Regions from separate parts of the Ovis aries genome. Here region 1 is linked to region 2. A link is a contact called in public Hi-C data. All regions are on one chromosome and are shown on one strand. Each heading gives the region's core, a stretch centred on a gene start, on an enhancer-like site or on the middle of the called end of the contact. The rest is flanking DNA. Distances are from core to core; before and after follow the strand shown. Region 1 holds the start of RPL29 (ribosomal protein L29). Region 2 overlaps POC1A (POC1 centriolar protein A).

Evidence for each region. A called contact is a pair of places that touch in the nucleus more often than the background predicts.
Region 1: a Hi-C map of hypothalamus shows a contact between it and region 2, with 4 times the contacts expected there. The contact joins the promoter of RPL29 here to the enhancer-like site in region 2. A contact is called at or near these places in 9 of 16 Hi-C or Micro-C datasets (blood, hypothalamus, liver and 4 more).

What each region holds. Positions count from the first base shown.
Region 1 is chr19:49,016,646-49,020,353 of ARS-UI_Ramb_v3.0, reverse strand. RPL29 (ribosomal protein L29) reads right to left here and starts at 1,987. Exons shown (of 4, transcript XM_004018410.4): 1 at 1,949-1,987; 2 at 1,513-1,557; 3 at 1,154-1,218; 4 at 1-286. The coding sequence starts at 1,549. LOC132658216 (a long non-coding RNA gene) reads left to right here and starts at 2,085. Exons shown (of 5, transcript XR_009597516.1): 1 at 2,085-2,146.
Region 2 is chr19:48,813,173-48,817,175 of ARS-UI_Ramb_v3.0, reverse strand. All of the region lies in intron 7 of POC1A (POC1 centriolar protein A), which reads right to left. Among named protein-coding and RNA genes, the nearest start is that of POC1A, 38 kb to the right of the region's middle. Within about 2 kb of position 2,090, at least 12 of the 54 cell types and tissues checked have an H3K27ac peak or open chromatin away from gene starts, as enhancers often do. A contact at or near this core is called in hypothalamus, where this site is marked.

The sequences.
Region 1 (3,708 bases), core at 738-3,237, 200 kb before region 2:
TGGCCGGAGCCTTGGCCTGGGACTTTGGCCGGCAGAGCCTGAGGCCCTTGGCGATGCGAGCACGGGCGCGCTTCCCGAGCTTGGGGTGGGCGATGTAGGCAAGTCGGCTGAGCTTGCGGCTGCCGCCTGTGGGCATCTTGGGCTTGACCTCCTTGGGCTTGACGAGGGCCTTGACAGCCTCGGCACGTGCACTCATGGCCTTCGCGTTGTTGGCCTGCATCTTCTTCAGGCCCCTCTTGTTGTGCTTCTTGGCAAAGCGCATGTTCCTCAGGAACTTGGGGTCTACCTGGTAGGCAAGAAATGTACTGACAGCTGTGAGTGCAGCATGTAAGGGCCAAGTCACCCTTGGTCCCCCTCTCTATAGCAGCACCTTAGAGACTATCAGGCCTATTGGGAGTCGAGACAGCATCAAGTCAACCTTAAATGCAGAAATAACCTGAGCCTTAGAAACTACCGGCAGCCAAATGCGTACCACCACCCCAAAAGTCAGTAATGCCACCCTGCTAATGCTATACACAAAACACATCTTCAGGGCTACATGCCCAGAGCCCAGGAGAGTTCAAATGCAGGTGCAGAAAGAAAGAGGAAATTCCTACAGCAGGATTTTGGTTGAGGCTTCCCTGAAAACCCCTTCAGGGACACCCCACCCCCTCCTCCTCAAAAAATGTCAAATTCCAAGGTTGGTACAACAGATTCACAGCAAACAAGCTGTAAGAGACTAAGGGAGGGAAAAGGGGGAGGGGGAGAGACCAATGGTACAGGGGAGAAGCAAAGTGCAGAGAGGGCACAGTTCTGCTCAGACCCCATGGCATCAGCCTTCCTGGCACAGAGTCAGATCAAGTCATATGGGTGGTCAAAGTGGAATGGAGTGCTCACAAGGTACCAGGTACACACAGGCAAGGCCATCCTTTCCCTGGAAAGGCTCTGGGTGACCAAGGGAGATGATCAGACTGCCCTCAGGTAGCAGGTTACCACCTGACCAGGGGGTTATACTCCAAGCCGATAAAGGCCAAGTAAAACTTTATTACAGGCCTGGCAAAGCTTGAAGTCCAACTAAAACGAAGGACAGTTAAGCACATGAATGAATGAAAGACCCTGTCTATGCAACTGGAGCCAAACAAACACACTCATGTGATTCGGTGCACACACTCACCCCCTTAAGAGATTCGTATCGTTGTGATCGGGGTTTCTTGATGCCGTTTCTATGCCATTTTCGGGCTGTGGGATAGGGAAGGAATTAGACCAAAGAAAGAGATTTCCTCTAATATGACAACCATCACAGCTGGCAAGCCGGGGAGAACTTCCCATTACTTAGTATTTGTTTAAGAAACCCTTTATCACTGGATGCAAGTGGGTATCTCGAGGCTTATTAAATCTAAACCCCAAAGGTAATGCTGAAAGTAACATCAGTCTCATGCCCATAGTAGAAAATGTGCCTTCTTTCCCTGGCAAGTATCCCTAATCCTTGCTAGGACCTGGAGCATTCGATGAAGGCTGGGCCAGGGAACTTACACTGGTTGTGCGTGGTGTGGTTCTTGGACTTGGCCATGTCTGCACCTGGAGAACGAGAGTGGAGATCAGAGCTGGGGGCTCGCCAGACCGGGTCTACCTTTTCGCCCTGATCTAGAAGATCGTGCAGCCAGAACGAGGCTGAAACACAGACGCATGTACCTCGATTCACTCTGCAAGACCCGACGCCAGTCTCCCCCTTCCAAACTCAGGTTAGGGTACCTTGAAACCAACCCCCAGCCGCAAGATTGCGCTCTCCCCCTAAATCTGAATTCTCCCTACTCGCATCCACCCGGTGAAAACCCATAAGCACCGCCCCCGCCCCGCGGCCTCCGCTCCCCACAGCCAGGCGCCGGTCTCCCAGTCCTTCCCAGGCCTCGCGCCCCACAGCCATCCAGGAGTCACGGATGGCTCTGGATACCGCGCGGCTAGCACTCACCCGGGCCCTCAGATGCCGAAGCGCGTGGGACCGGAAGAGAAAGAGGAAGGCCGCGGTGCAGCACGGGAAATAGGCTCGTCGCAGCAGGAAGGCACTACTGGAAAAGCTTCCCCCAACGCTGTGAAGAAAGGTTCCTAAGCCCGGAGGATACAATCCAGACCGGAAGGCAAGGCTAACAAGCCGGGCCGGCTCGTTCAGGTTTTGGCTCGTATTTTTCCTGGACTTGAGTCTCAGGTCTCATTAAAGGTCTTGAAGGCGACGGGGGTCCTTGAGGAACACACGTGAGGCGGGAAGTGACAGGAAATTAGTGTGCCAGAAAAAGTACCCCTGGCTACTGTGTGGAGAGTGAACTGTAGGGAGCAGAGGAGAGGAGGCAGAGCTGGGAGGAATCTGGGACAGGACTTGACCTGGAGCTGAGTGGGGACACGAGGGGTGGATCGGAGTGGATAAAGAAACACACTAGACTGGGCTTGGGATGCAGAAGGTTGGGGAGAGAAAGAAGGCCAGTGTAGCGCTTCAGTTTCTGGCTTGAACAAGCGGGTGAAGATAGGGGTCTTGTTGCTTTATTCTGAGGGAGCCAATGGCTCCGGTGTTTCTTTATTTTTTTAAAAAAACTTTTAATTTATATTGGAGTACAGCTGATTAACAGTATTGTGAGAGTTGCAGGTGCCCAGCAAAGTGACTCAGCTATACCTATACGTTTATCCTGGATGTTTTCTTTTTAGATGCATTAAATGTGATATGCCTGTTGATACCCAAAATGAGCAAACCTTGCCTCCTGATAACTCTATTGCCCTGTAAAGTCTTACCCCTACTTTTTTTTTTTTATTCCCCACACAGCGGTGGGGTCTGACGACACTTTTCTTTATTTTTTCTGGCCACACCATGTGGCATGTGGGATCTTCCCCCAAACCAAGGGCTGAACCCCTGTCCTCTGTACTGGGAGCGTGGAGGCCTAACCACCGGACTGCCAGGGAAGTCCCTGAGCTTTTAAGATACAAATCAGATCTTGTCACTTAAAGTCTGCAAGGGCTTTCCCTTGCATTAGAGATGAATTCTTTACCTCCCCTAATGCTGGCAACTCATCATTCACTTCTCTCCACCCCTATGGACTTCTTTCTTTCCTGCCAAGCACAAATACTTGTTCCTGCTTCAGGGCCTTTGGACTTGCTATCCACTCCACGTGGACTGCCTTCTTCCTGCTCTTTGGATGGTGTCCTAGACTTCCCCTAGAACAGAGATCTCTGCCCCATCTCCGCAGTTACGCTGTGTCCTCTTATTCTGTTTGCTTCCTTCATAGAACTTGCCCAGCCTCTAATTACCTGTTTTATTTACTTGTGTATGTGTTCATTGGCTCAAGCACCATGAGTTCAGGACTAGTTTGGTCACTGTCATTTTCCATTGCCTGGCACAGCACTTGATGTAGAACAGGAGATTAAGAACCCTCCACCCCCGTGCCCCCACCACCACCACCCTGAATGGATACTGCTTGCACTCCTTGGCAGGCAAGATCATGGACTGACGGACACATGTTGCAGAGAGTTGGGGAGTGAAAGGGAAAGGAGGGTGTGGGGGCTGGACACACAGGTGACTCCTTACTGAAACATTCCTGAGAAAAGGGAGAGAAATCTGGCAGGTTGAGTTAGGGGAATGAAGAGCAGGCTCAGATGCTCCAGGGGTGACCGAGTGCCAACAAAGAAACAATTGAGGGTTTTCCCTAGCAGTCCAGTGTTTGAGACCCACCCTTCCACTGCAGGGGG
Region 2 (4,003 bases), core at 841-3,340:
GATCTGGGACAAGGCTGCTCAGATGTCTGAACAGTCTTAGTGTGGGCTCCGAGCATATGGCGCCTAAGCCACCTCCGTGGGGACTGGCACTCCCGGGGCTCCAGTGCCCCACCAACTCCTTGCTGAATTGGGAAATCAGAACTGCTCTCCGCAGTGACAGGCCAGAGCAAGACACCCCTCGCCTGAGACAAAGGGTGCCAGCCACCTGCTGTCGCCCAAAGTGATTCTAACACGCCAACAGGGGACAGGAAGTACCCTCCACAGAGCAGGATTTTGGTGGGTGGCCACATGAGGCCTGGACTCGCTGGCCACACACTGCAGTATCACGAACCAATTTCTCAGAAAAGCACAACAGCCTTATGCACTCAAACCCCAATCAGGGGAGACACTGGACGCCACTGGCCTTAAAAGCTTTCCCCTGGGTGTCTTAAGGGGTCAGAAAACCTGCTGGGGTTTTCTGCCTGCTGCCAAGGGGCCGGGAGGCCCTCTCGGGGATCCAGCCTCCCAGGGGTGTCCCTGCCTCTTGGGGTGGGGGGACAGCTGCTACTCAGGAGCCAGGAGCACCTCTCCGGTCGCAGGTGCTGCCACAGCACTGTCTAGGGGAGCGGCTGGACCTGAGCAGACCTGACCAGGTCCCTGCCAGTGAAGAGGGGGAGGGGTGCACTCCCTACCAGTGAGCTCGGGCCCGCGAGGTTTCCTTGAGCCCTGGAGGCTGAGCCCAGGGGTGCTGGGATAAGCCTGCTGCCTTGTGCCCAGCCACCGTGTGCCACACACTGGGCAGGGAGCTCAGGGGGGTCCAGCTGTTTGCGGGGTGCTTCAGGCCCACAAGGTTTCTGGTCCCTAAGGGGGGGATGGTGCTTAGGAATCAAATGCTTCAGGCTTGCTGAGCGGCTGTCATGAGAGGAAAGGACAGCTGTATTAACAGGCTGAAATTCCTCTGCAGAGCCTGTCAGCCTCACGCACCTCAGGCCCCCTCAGGACTCGACTTCGGATGCCACCTGAGTCCACCCACCGCCCCCCAGCCCTGCCAGTCATGGACCTTCCACCCCCACCTGCTGCCAAGCCTGCTCCCTCAAGAAGCCGAGGCACCTCTCCCCAGCACCCTCCACTCTCCTCCACTGCTGTGGGTCACCACACCCTGAGCATCCTCTTCAGGACACCCCACTTTCCTCCGCTCTCCTCAGCCCTCCACTGTGGGGAGACCAGGCTCCCACTCGTCACTCTGGATGCTCTGTGGATCTTTTTCTCCCATGGCCCCTCGAGCTCAGGGATGCAAGCCCAGATACCCAGGCTCAGCTGGCCCCTCCACCCATAGCATCAGCTCTGCCTCCATCCAGTCTCCAGAACCTACCCTCTGGGCCTGACCCCTGCCTCACTCTCATGTCTAGCCTTCACCCAACATTGGGCATGGACAGCCCTCCCACCAGGCACATGGCATCCTACTCAAGCAGGCTCTCAGCACGCTATCCTCTCAGATGCCTGCCACCTCTCCACCTCATCCCAGCATGTCCAGCCAGGACACGGGCTACAGTATGGCATTCCAGGCCCTTCCCTGCGGGCACCTGTTGCTGTACCTCGTCAACACCAGGCATCTGATCCATCAGAGGTGTGCCTGGACTCTCCCAGGGTCACCTGGAGATTCTCCCCATCAGTATGAAGATTTATGTGGTAAAACCACATATCCAGTACTAGACTGTAATCCTCATTTGGATTCTCCCATCAGATCCTCACAAACCCCATCAGGCAGGTTACCACCACCTCTGCACAGACAGGAAGCAGAGTCCAGGCACTGCTCTGCCTCATCACCTCCCTGCCCAAGGCCCCCTGACCTCACACTCAGAGACAGCATTCCCGCCCAGCACCACTCTGCTCCTCCCACCTCCCCACATCAGTGTGCTGATACACCCAGTTTGCAACTTGGGCCTGGCCCAAGGCAGGAGAAAGGCCTCTAAGGCTGAAGGAGAGGAGAGGCGTGGTCTCTAAGGAGAGGGTAGAAGTTCTAGAAGCTTCTAGCAGTTCTAGAAGCTGCTGTCTGGAACAGCCATCAGTGACAAACTCCAGGGTTTCCGATCCAGGCAAGAACCACTCTTGTGGCTGGCCCCTGCCACCTGGTGGTGGTGTGCAGTACTGCAGGCCTGGGCCAGCAGGGCCAGTCTTGCGAGGAAACCAGCCCTCAAGACTCCAGGACAGACTCAGCAGCAGCAGCAGCATCACCATCATTGTCACCAACACCGCACTGACGCAACACAGAGAGGCACTCTCTAAGTTCCTGTCATGGACCAACTCATTACACCAACACCACCTATGAAACACGTCTCATCAGGGGTACACAGGAGTCAAGTAACCTGCCCAAACTCACCCAGCTATCTCCACCAGGTGCTTTTCAAGACCAGGATCCATTCTCCCTTCTTGGAAGATCTGTTCCTTTAGTCACCCCAAGAAAATGCCAGCCTCAAACATCTAAGACTCGGAACAGCTTGTTGGGGGTGCAAGAAGAGAACTCTGAACCCCACACCCCACAACTCTGTACAAATATGTCCTTCTCCACTTACTCCTTGAAAGGAAAGTTACGACCAACCTAGACAGCATATTAAAAAGCAGAGACATTACTTTGCCAACAAAGGTCCGTCTAGTCAAGGCTATGGTTTTCCAGTGGTCGTGTATGGATGTGAGAGTTGGACTATAAAGAAAGCTGAGCACCAAAGAATTGATGCTTTTGACCTGTGGTGTTGGAGAAGACTCTAAGAGTCCCTTGCACTGCAAGGAGATCCAACCAGTCCATCCTAAAGGAGATCAGTCCTGAGTGTTCATTGGAAGGACTGATGTTGAAGCTGAAACTCCCATACTTTGGCCATCTGATGCAAAGAGCTGACTCATTTGAAAAGACCCTGATGCTGGGAAAGATTGAAGGCAGGAGGAGAAGGGGACGACAGAGGATGAGATGGCTGGATGGCATCACCGACTCGATGGATATGAGTTTGAGTGAACTCTGGGAGTTGATGATAAACAGGGAGGCCTGGCGTGCCTGAGCTGCAAAGAGTTGGACACGACTGAGCGACTGAACTGAACTGTCCTTCCCATTTTCGGGTGTGAATTTCGCAAGTGATCCCATGAACTTGAAACTTAGTCCCAAATTCACAACCACAGTTCTTCAAACTACTCCAGCTCTGACTCTTCCTGGTCTTGCCCCAAACCCCCAGGTCTGCCTATCCATTCAGCCTCCGGCAAAACTCCCAGCACCTCCTGTGGCACCTCACCAGCTCCCTTCCTGGGTCCACATCCCCACAACTGTGGTGAATCACAGTTCTGCCCAGTCACACCTACCTTGAGGCCAGTTTCATACCCTAGTAGCGTCAGCTATCTCATCTTGAGCTCACACAAGTCTGACCCCAACCCCATCTCCCTCCTGGAGCCTGACACCAGCCCATATTGACAGCCCGCCACCCTGCCTTCTAAAGGCTACAATTAAATAAGGAGACACAGCACCACGGCTGTGTTTACCAGCCTGGCCCCTAACAAATGGACCCTCCAAACAGCTCCTGGCTCCACATCTGTGGAGGACACCATGGAACCAGAGGTGGCCAAGGCCCCACCAACACGGACCTCTTTTGACAAACCTGTCCCCTTCATCACCTCCAGAGCTATCAGCTTGGCCCCAGAGCAACAGAGCGTTCATTACAGGGGGAGGCAAGTAGCACATGCAGCCCCTGGGAAGTGCCCCTCGAGAGGCGCCCTGGCCAGAGCCCCCATTTGCCCTGCAGTGTGCGTGAGGCTCTGCCACGTCACAAATGGCCACCAGAGGGCTGGTGGATGCCAGGTGGCAACCCCTTCCATCCCCTAGCCAAGTTTCCAGACAGCCACACCATAGATGACCCACCCCTGGAGATCCCAACAGACCCAGGACTCCCCACAGCTAGCCAGGGCTGTCCTCAGGCCCAGTTCAGCCCTGCAGCCATGAGCTGGACGCCTGGCGCAGCACAGTCCCGCAGCAGCCCCCCGGGGA